2 separate regions of the Gossypium arboreum genome follow, and region 1 is linked to region 2. A link is a contact called in public Hi-C data. All regions are on one chromosome and are shown on one strand. Each heading gives the region's core, a stretch centred on a gene start, on an enhancer-like site or on the middle of the called end of the contact. The rest is flanking DNA. Distances are from core to core; before and after follow the strand shown.

Region 1 (5,206 bases), core at 2,704-5,203, 63 kb after region 2:
TTTTATAATTCATATATATTTTTATACATTTTTATACATTTGTTTATAATTTATTAGTTTTTTTATAAGTTTTATAATTTTTAAAAATATAAAATCTTTATGATTTTAGAATTATTTTATAAGTTATTATGATATTTATAAATTTTATATTTTTTAATGTTTTTATGAGGAAAATGAAAGGTTAATCCCGAGACTCTTACTTGTTACTGTCTAATTGGTCTGTTAATTTATATTAAGTTATCGTAACAAAAGATGAAAATTGTTAACTAAGGGGCTTAATTAATTTATTGATTTTAAAAAAAAAAAGAGATTGTATGAAACTGTGATCCACGTTATCCATTAAATTTGAATTTTTTTAAGAGGAAAAGGCTGAAAATCAAGATGAAAAATCTGATTTGTCATTTTCCTATTAGAAAAAGGATAGAATAACGTGGAATAATAATTTTATAGTATATTTTCTCTTTTCTCTTTTGATTAATGGCAAAAACTCTTTTCTCTTTTCTCTTTTCTATTTTGATTAATGACAAAAACTCAATTATGCGGATTTAAATTGAGAGGGTTCATTGATTTTTTTAGTCATATAAGCCATCACAAAATTTGCAGCAATCCGCACTACTGTTATCCATCAGTGAATCGCTCTCCCTTCTAAATTCCTATTATTAAAAGGATTTGGACATAGAAAAATCATGCCAAGTGTTTTCGCCAAAAAAAATCCCAATGTTAAATCGGTGATGCTAGTTACAATAATTAAACAAGGAGTTACTAAAGCCAAACGTTCAACACCATGGTTCTACAATCAATAAGATATAAGTATAAAGAAAAAAGTATAGAAAGTTTCATTGATGATAACAGTGTAGTTGCAGTCGTACAATTCATATCATTTACAAGGAAAAAGGCTACACGAAGACTAGGATTTGAACCGAAATGCCCAAAGCAACCACTACGGTGATACCGATAAAAAGACACACAGAATCACCCCTGCAGGAGTTTCAAACACCGGCAGACCTTTGAAAAAGATTATTAAAATCTAAGATGGACAGATCCAAATACCAGTTTTCATAGGACCAGAAATGAAAGAAAGCATTTCGACGAAAATGTATTATAAAAGCTAAAACACCAAGTTGGGATGAAGAGCTACGATGATCATGAGAGGAAACTTAAACCCATGACTTGATGACAGAACTCTCCAGGACCCATGGCTATGAAACTGCCTCAGGTAATTGGGGGCTTCATAGATATAACAGGCTGAGAAACCCTGCAAAAAAAAAGAAAAAAAAGGTGATGGATCGGCCATCTGCAAAACAGCCAAAGTCCCCAGGAAAACACCAAATCATAGAGCTACCAGCATGATCGCTTTGCTGGACCAAAAACTTGTGTGCGGAATTTAGGAGTTTGATATTTCTCTCATCCTTTACGACATATAATGTAGTTGTTTGGATCTGGCTCTGGGCTCAACAGCCCTCTTTGATTAGAAAAGGATGTCACATCTCCACAAGCACTCTACAAGCAGCTCAACAGTTCGAGCACTGATTGAATTGCAGTGCTGGAGATTCAATCCCACCAGGGTCTTGCCCAATTGTTTTAGGAAAGGCATGCTTTTGTTTGAAACTCCCAAACAGCCTGAAAACGAAACGACTTGCAAATTGAGTTGCTCTGCATGAGATAAGGCAGCAACACCGGAATCGGAGATTGCACACCTGGAGACATCCAAATCATTGAGGAAAACACAATTGTCTGCAACTGCCACCAAACTTGCATCAGTAATCCTGCGGCAACCATCAAGATTGAGCAATTCAACGGTTCCACCATGTAACCTGGTCAAGGCCAAAACTACCTCATCTGTCAAATTTAAGCAGCCGCTCAAGTTCACCTTTGCAAGTCCTTCCTTGCAACTCTCCAGAAGAGGCAAGAGACCTGCATCTGTGATGCCATAAAGTCCACTCAGATCTACATGTTGAAGCTGAGGGCACAAATTGCCCACCATAGCCAGGCTGGCAGTCCCAAACCCGGGGCAGTTCTTTACGGACAAGGATTTAAGTGAATTGCAAGGGGAGGACAAAGGAGTATCCAAGGATATATCCCTAATTCCCATACACTTTACTAGAGCAAGAGATTTTAATCCACAGTTTGAGAGGAAACCAATAATCCCAGATTGTGTGACCTTGTTGCACTCCTCCAATTGCAGGCACTCAAGAGAACCTTGGGCCTTGGAGAAAGCCAGCAAGCCATCATCCGAGACAAATCTACAACTGCGAAGGCACATCTGCTTCAGGTTTGCACATCCTTTTCCCATGGCTTCAAGACTAACATCTGTTAGCCCCCGGCATGAAGTAATCATCAAAGATACCAACTTTTGCAAACCCTGAGCGTTACCCATGACCCAAAATCCTTTCTCGCTCACATTTCCTAAACCACTGAGCATTAGATTTGTCACAGACTTGCCGTAGTATCCTATCACAGAAAGAGAAAAATCTGAGATTTTTAATCCCTCAAGCTTGACCTTTGAAAGAACAGAGGATGCTAATGAAAACAGGCTTGAAACTCCATGATCTCCTACAAGTGGACAGTCCTTGATAGAGATGGACTGCAGCTTGGGGCAAAGCTTTCCGACAGCTTGGAGGCTCTCATTACCAATCTTTGGACAAGATTCAATTCTTAAAGCGGTCAAATTAAGACAGTTCTCTGCAATCGCAATCAGACCCTTGCTTGAAACTGCAGGGCACTGGCAAAGGTCAAGCTTCTCCAACAAATGGCATTCTTTAGCTATCTCATACAGACCTACATCTCCAACATGAGGGACGTTCCACAAAGAAAGTGACTTGAGAGAAGGGCAACCACGGGCTATGGAAGATAGACCAAAGTTAGTTACTCCGCAAGAAGAGTTGCTTCCACGAATAGAAAGCTTTCCCAGTCCACCACGACCACTGGTTCCAACAGCAACTGCAGCAAGCCTCACGTCAGTTGCTTTCTTCCCTTCCAAGCACCTTGTAAGATACCCACCATTTTCATTAGATGAGATTGTCTCGATGGCATAAGAAACCGAATCAATATTCTCCTTGACGACATTTGATGACCTGTATTCACCCTTGCGAATGCTGCTCAGAAGCCTAAGCCACCTCTTTGAGACGCAAGCACACAAGCTCCTTTCTCTGCCACTAGGAAGTCGCTTGAAGATCTCAAAAATACATTCACCGGGAAGGTCATTGATTGATGGTTGCTTGTTCTGCTCAAAATCAGTTTCCCGAAAGAGAAATGGGGCACTAATACGAACTCTTTTATGAGGAGGCCAATACACATCCGCTTGGGAACTGATTGAACACAATCTGCCCAACTCTATGGAGTTTTTCCTAATAAAAAAATCATCATCACCTGAAATTCCAGTGGACCTACAATAAGTGGTTTCCATATAAAGCATAAACTTCAAACAATTTAATCAAATCTCAGAATTATAAATAGACCTAATAAATTCATAGCTAACTTTTTACCCACTATAAACAAGAAGAAAACAAATAAAAAAGAATAGCTTACCGCTGTAATTAACAAGAGCAGGCATGGTTGAACCTCAAAGAAGGCACCTTTGTGAGAAGCCTCTAATCCCAAAACGGAACACTCAACAAGGGAAGACGTTAATAAACAGACCAAGTATAACCCTTGAAAGCTTGAATGCATCAGAACTTGTTTAAAACAATGAGCTCAGGAACCCCAATAATTAGGGGGAAAAAGATGGAAAGAAAGAAGAAAAACGAGAACTGGGCTTTTTGTATTACATGAAACAAAACAGAAGTATTCTATTTATTTGGTTTGAAGAAAAGAAGAGAGATGTTGTGTTGGGAAATTTCCATGTTGTTATTATTTTAAATATTCATGTTTTTGTTGCAGATACATTAACTGACAGCTTTCTGCTACATGCAATGTACCTTCAGAAACTTGTTTATTCTTTTCTTTTCTCAGTCCAACCAAACACTCCATTACCGGTTATATAGCCAACTTTATTGAATTAAATAATAAGGTATACTAATTAAATTTTAATTCGATTGATATGAATATTATTATTAATATAAGAAAATTGAGTTTGAGTGTACTAAAGTGTATTACTATAGATAATTTTAGATATTGTATTGAAAAGAAGAAGTATTATCATAACCTATAATAGAGGGTATTTAAGCTAAGTTTTAGGATCACTAATCTGTATTTATTATAATATAATAATTATTATTTTATGAAGTAAAACATCCCAAGGTCTATGTAGTATAAGATAAGAAATAATTTAATGGAACTATTTTGTTTTTCTTTTGCAAAAGACAGCATCCGCCTTAAAACTTAGGAATAATTGACAATCTTAGGGAAAGCAACGCCCTTAGTGTCCGGCTTCAACAGTGGAACTACCTCGCGAGGTGATTGGTCAAATAGATACAAAGTTCTTTTGCCGATGGATAAACTGCAGCTCACAACGCCAATTGTGGTGCATCGACTCCTTAATGACTCATGCATACAATAAAATGCAACAAACATGTACTATTTAATGAAATAATTTAATACATACTTGATTTAAAATGGTAAGATTAAAAGCAATTTAAGACCGCGTTAACAAGGAAAAATTCATAATTACAAGTATAACAATTATGGACATGTATAAATTTATCATTGATCAAATTTTAAAATTTAAGAATATTAGATAAATTCAAGCACGTTTAATCGTAATATTTTTATACTTCACAATATAATATTTTTATCATTAGATTAAGAGATTGTTGACGACATTTATCATATCTGAATTGAACAAAAATAACATATACAAGATATTTAAAAACAATAATTTAAAATAAATTCAAAGAGTTTTTGATCATATAAATTAAAATATAAATTTGGAGAATTTGTGGTTAACGTAATTGATGAGTAAGAAGAATTCTTTGCATCAATCTCACATGTCGGCGTACCGTAAACGAGAATAATTGAATTTGTAAATTTCGGTTGTCGTTAACTAATGTTTATAAATATAAATTTAATGTTTTCTTGTTCCAATTTTTCAGCATAGCATAGCCGAATTACTGAGTGACTACTTGGAAAGTGGGATTACATCTAAGTATTCTTATTGTATTTCAAACAATTTACGGCCACACTCTTTTATAGGTATAGAATTTAATGATTCTTAAGATAATTTGTTGTGGTTATTTAAGTTGTTAATTTGTTAATAGTAATAAAGAGA
Region 2 (5,558 bases), core at 1,745-4,244:
AATTTTTAGTAAGTAATGTGTAGAATAATAAGTGACATGATATTACACTTAAGATAATATATTTAGCGCATCATATTTTGAAAATAACATAACTTTACTTAATGAATTTAATAATTATTGTTTGACAAGGACAGAAAATTTAAAATTTGGAAAGAACAGAGACTAAAAATGGCAAATAAAAGTTTGGGATTAAATCCATAACTTTTGTTAAGTATAGAACTAATGGCAGAATTGAACCTTATTTCTTCTATTAAATTAAATCAGTGATCAAAAAAGAGAAAGCCTCCCAAAGCATCTGAAAAATGACTGGACCAGATAACAGAACAGAATCCAGCAACCTTATCTTCTGAAAATGCCAATACCTCTAATTTTCCCACTAAATTTACCAGAAAAAAAATTAAAAAAAGAAAATGGCAACTGCATTTCTCTCAACTGCTAATTCCTTCTTCCCATCATCTATTTCCCCTTCAACATCTTCTTCCTGTTCGTCATCATCATCATCATCATTAGGGACTGCATTAGTTTACCTCAACAATCAAAATGTCCAAAGAAGAACCCTTTGCAAAGCATTCAATGAATCACCACCACCAACTCCAGCTTTAACTAAAAGAGGCTTCTCCCTTTGCTTCATCACCAGCTTAGTGTTGGCTCCTGGTAATGGTTGCTCCAATGCCATTGCAGCAATTCTAGAGGCCGATGATGATGAAGAGCTCTTGGAGAAAGTCAAGAAGGATAGAAAGAAGAGGCTTGAAAGACAAGGAGTAATCAGCTCATCGGGTCAAGAGAAAGGTTGGTTGAAGTTAGTTCTATGTTCTTCCTGTGTTTGATTGAAGTTCTATGAAACCTTGTTTATGTCTCAATGAAATTGAATTTGATAATCTGCTTTATTATTATGTCACCAGTACAATATGAATATATGATGGCTTTCAATGGGGGGAGATGATGTTTATTACATTTTCCATGCCATTTTCTCACATTCAATAGTAAATATTCATATCCACGATGCTGTTTGCTGACATTAGAGCAATGAAATTAAATGTTGCAGGGTATTTGCAGGATGTGGTGTATAAGTTAAGCGAAATAGGTCAAGCCATTGACAACAATGATCTATCTACAGCTAGTTCAGTTCTTGGGGGAAGCACTGATACAGAGTGGGTCAAGAATGCCAATGTAGCCTTCAACAAGGTCACTGATAAATGTCATATTAGTTCAGTTCTTGATGGCTTATGTTCTAGAGATGTCATGAGTGGTTTTCTTTACTGTTGTTCTTAACAGCTGAGCTCTAGCCCTGAAGAAAAGACTCAAGTGGAGACGTTCAATTCTTCATTAGCTTCATTGATATCATCAGGTGGTCACTCTTTCAAATAAAACCTAATATTCCAGCATCGAAATCGAACAATCTGATCATGATAATGGCTTTCTCTTGTTTTGCATTTACTCTGCAGTTACAAAAAATGATGTTGAATCATCCAAAGTAGCATTTGTGACATCTGCAACTGCATTTGAGAAATGGACGACCTTGACAGGGCTCGTTGGACAACTTAAAGGACTTTGAAGATAAGGATGATGAATCTACATTTTGTTCTTTCTTTTAGCTTCCATTTGAAACACATTTAATGTTCCATGTATCATCCACTGGAGATTTTACTGGAACCAAATACTACCCTTTTTTTCTTTTGTTTCTTCGTTTTGACAATTCATCTAGTCCAAAACTTGAGGTTAACAAGTTGTTTCTTTCATAAGAGTTGTAATAACTTTGCTCAATTTGTTTGAGCTTCGGTTGTTAGTAATATTTCTCAATCTCAAAAGCACCACAAATTTGTGATGCAATCATTGAAGTTAGCTGCCCTGGATCTTGTTTTATCAGTAAACCAGTTTGTGAATCTGCAACAGATTGCAACATACCAGAAGGGCATTAGGAGTTTCATCCATTACTGTAACTTATAACTTAACACCACATATTACATCCATTTGCTGTATTAGATGCCATGACATTACATATATCACTGTAAACTATAGCTCTGACCAATACATAGGAAACAGCCACATTAGACAGCTATCTACCATTATATAGAAAAGATGTTTCAGTGAACAATCAGTTACTATCCCTAATGAAACTAGAGTTGTTTGCAGCGTCCAAAAATCTAAAAGGGTCACAAGGGGGAGTAAAAGAGACGCCTACATCGTGTTAATCTATTGCATATGGAAACTCAAGGCTTGACCTCACCTGCATTACTACCGTTCTGAATTGCTGCTTCTGTTTTCTTACTAATTTCATTGCCAACTTAATAGTTTTGTCCCTCATTACAAATAGATAATTGTTTCTCCTTGATTGCTCCTTCAGATTCACTGGTGCTTCTTTCTTGTTTCGCTTTTTCTTCTCCTCCCACCTCATTTTGTTTTCTTTTCTGTTCCCAAGATTGAAGCTCTTTTTCAGCTTCAGCCACTGGTTGTTTAACCTTTCCTTCAATCAACAAACTCTCCAACCTTTCTTCTTCCGTTGGAGCAAATAAATCCAGAAGCACCAGCTTGAAATCCATCCTGGGACTTCTCAGATACTGCTTTAGCATTTTCCTTACGTTCTTCGATATCAGTAGATATATTAGCATCTTCTGCATGTTGAACTTCTTGAGAAGTGGGTTCAGTTTTGCTATTAGCATCTTCTGTTTCATCTTTATTCTAATTTTCATTTTCCTTCGCAGCAACCTTTCCAGCCTCTCCTTCCACATTCATTTTCTCAGACTTTTCAGCCTCTCCCATATGAATGTCTTTAGTCTCCTCAATTCCTCCAGATGCAGTCTCGGATACCTTGTTATCCTTCGAAGCCGCTGCCTCGTTTTTTTGAAGGTTCACTTTCTGTTGTTGGCATTGCTTTTACCTTCTCACTAATCCTTGCAGATCTCCTTGGGGTCTCGCCGGTGCCCCAATAAAATTCTGATACCGCTGGACCCCCAGGGTGCGCTTTAAGGTACTTTTCCAATTGCCTCTTGTTACTAATATCCTCCCCTGTGGGAGCAATGAATATGATCTCATGTTTCGTAGGAGACACCCCTTTCTTTGGTATGAACTGCAAGCAGAACAAAACACTTGAGATTGCACTGACCTGTTGATAAGAGTCATCGGAAGGAAGGGATGCAATGAAAGCCCTAGATAAGTCAAAATGACATGACAAAACTAGTGTAGCCAACTTTGGAATTTAAATACATTGGGATCCATAAATATTCTTAATTAAAAATTTTTTCTACCATATTTTCACATATATATGATAAAACTTTTTTCCCTATTTTTAACAAAGTATTAATTATATCTAATCACCATAAAATAAATATACTTGCAATTAAAAAGTATTTCCAGTTGCAGTTAAAATAAGAAAAAAAATTGTCACTAGATATATAAATAATAATTTATCGTCTTATTTTGCAGTTGTTGAAGTCATATTCATCACTTGTCATTATATATATATATATTATTTTAGAATTTTTAATAATTATTTATAACTTTTATAATGTTTTATAACTTTATGTTGGTCCATGACAAATCTAGATAAATGGGCATCTAAAATCAAATAAATTTAGATGTTCATTTCTTAAGGTTCATGTATTCTTTTAATTTTAATATATTTTAAAAAAATTGATGTGATGTGACATGTCATGTCATGTCAACATATTTATCTACGTAGCATGACTTATATTAACTTCTTATAATTTCATCGGTCAAGTCGGTGATCATTAATAATAAAATTGATTACCATTGGTTTTTATTAATAGAAGAGGATAATTAAAATTTTTAATCAATTATGGTTCAATTGGGTGTACTTTTCTTTAAAATTTTAATTAATTTTTAATTTTCTCCTAAGAGTTATTTCTAAAATTAGAAAAAACATAATTTTCAATTTACCATTTACTAGAGAGTATAAATATAGTGTATATTTGTAGCCCACTGGATAGTATGGATTGTTCATTTCTAATCCATTTAATTTGTGGGTCACCATTTTATGGCTTGTCCTGCCCATATAAGAATGAACAGAAAAAAAGCCCATAAACGTAACTGGGGACCATTAACAGAGCCCGATAATATTATAATTTATTAACAGAAATTTACGCTCATGAAACAATTATTTTTTTTTGAAAAATAGAAATCATAGAAGAAAACGTGAAAATAAAAAAAAACAATAAAAACTATTTTTATTGTTTTTACTAAAAATGTTGTGTAAAAATGAAAATGATAAAAATAAGAGTTTTTAACTTTAAGATGAATTGCTATAAAAAAATTAAGATGAATTGGACCTAGTCTAAACTCGTATAAACATAAAAATATTTATTTTTAACAGTTCTTTTAATATTAAATCTAGTCCATTGGTTCGAATCTATATAAATGTAATAGTTTTATTTTATTTTTTAAAAGAAAAATAATTACGAACATGTTTTCATGTTTAAAAACAAATTTTATTTCTATTTTCTAAACTTATTTTTCAATTTTAAAAAATAAAAATGAAATTATTTTCTGCAATGATAAAATATTTTCAAATTTTGGACATTAAAATATTTAAAAATATTTAATAAAATCATTAAAAATCATAAAAAATGGACCCAAAAATCATAAAACTTGTAAATTTATTTTAAAAATCATAACCTTTTTTTTGAAAATTATAAAAATATTTTAGAATTATAAGTATGCAAAACGTAAATAAAAATAAAAATATTCACAAAATTTAAAAAAAATCATTTGCTTGAAAATCTAGATTTTTTTTTAGAAAATCATAAAATTTTATCATATTTTTAAAAATTTTATGGAATTTTTTTCTCTTGATGAAAGTTTTATATTTTTAAGGAATTACGAGATTTTAGTTAAAAAACATAAAATTCTTTAAAAGGAGTAGAAGCCCAAAATAAAAGAATGCCAAGGAATATATATTTTAAAGCTTTTTGAGAGTTATTTGACGTGAGTTATGAGAGTATGAATCTTTTTCTTCTTTTGACACTCTAATTTCATACATTATAATTTCAGATATAGATATAACTTTAATTTTAATTAATCATTTTCTTGGAACCTAAGAGGAGAAAATTTCTTATACGTTTCTAAAAGATATTATTTAACTACATCTATCCCACTGAGCCAACTTTTAAAGAATTTTATGAATTTTAATAAAATAACTTAAAATTCCTTAAAATATAAAATACTCATTAAAAATGCAATAAAAGCCCTAAATATTCCAAAAAAAATCATAAAATTTTAAGATATTCTAAAAAACACTTAGAATTCCAAACAATCTATTTTTCAAAAATTTTTATGAAAATTTTAAATCTTATAAAGATTCACATACTTATAAATTTAAAAATATTGTTTATGATTTAAAAAAAATAGACTATGATTTTTAATTTTTAAAATAATTTTCCAAGTTTTAAGATTTTTGGGTTTTCATATTTTAATTATTTTTTAGATTTTAATGAAATTTTTAAAAATTTTCTGATATTTTTAAAAATTAAGATTTTTACTTTTAATTGACACATGGCAATGTATTATTGGATGATTAAACATTTTTAGCGAAAAGTATATAG

The links. Hi-C and Micro-C count contacts between places; a contact is called where the count stands out from the background.
Region 1: a contact with region 2 is called in a Hi-C map of leaf, with 2.8 times the contacts expected there. The contact joins the promoter of LOC108472111 here to the enhancer-like site in region 2. A contact is called at or near these places in 2 of 5 Hi-C or Micro-C datasets (both in leaf).

Annotation. Positions count from the first base shown.
Region 1 is chr7:101,392,972-101,398,177 of ASM2569848v2, forward strand. LOC108472111 (EIN3-binding F-box protein 1-like) reads right to left here and starts at 3,954. Exons shown (of 2, transcript XM_017773629.2): 1 at 3,529-3,954; 2 at 814-3,369. The coding sequence starts at 3,553. The coding sequence ends at 1,469.
Region 2 is chr7:101,331,222-101,336,779 of ASM2569848v2, forward strand. It overlaps LOC108471749 (thylakoid lumenal 16.5 kDa protein, chloroplastic), which reads left to right and starts at 264. Exons shown (of 4, transcript XM_017773323.2): 1 at 264-789; 2 at 1,046-1,185; 3 at 1,276-1,348; 4 at 1,446-1,842. The coding sequence starts at 411. The coding sequence ends at 1,555. Within about 2 kb of position 2,995, at least 2 of the 2 cell types and tissues checked have an H3K27ac peak or open chromatin away from gene starts, as enhancers often do. A contact at or near this core is called in leaf, where this site is marked.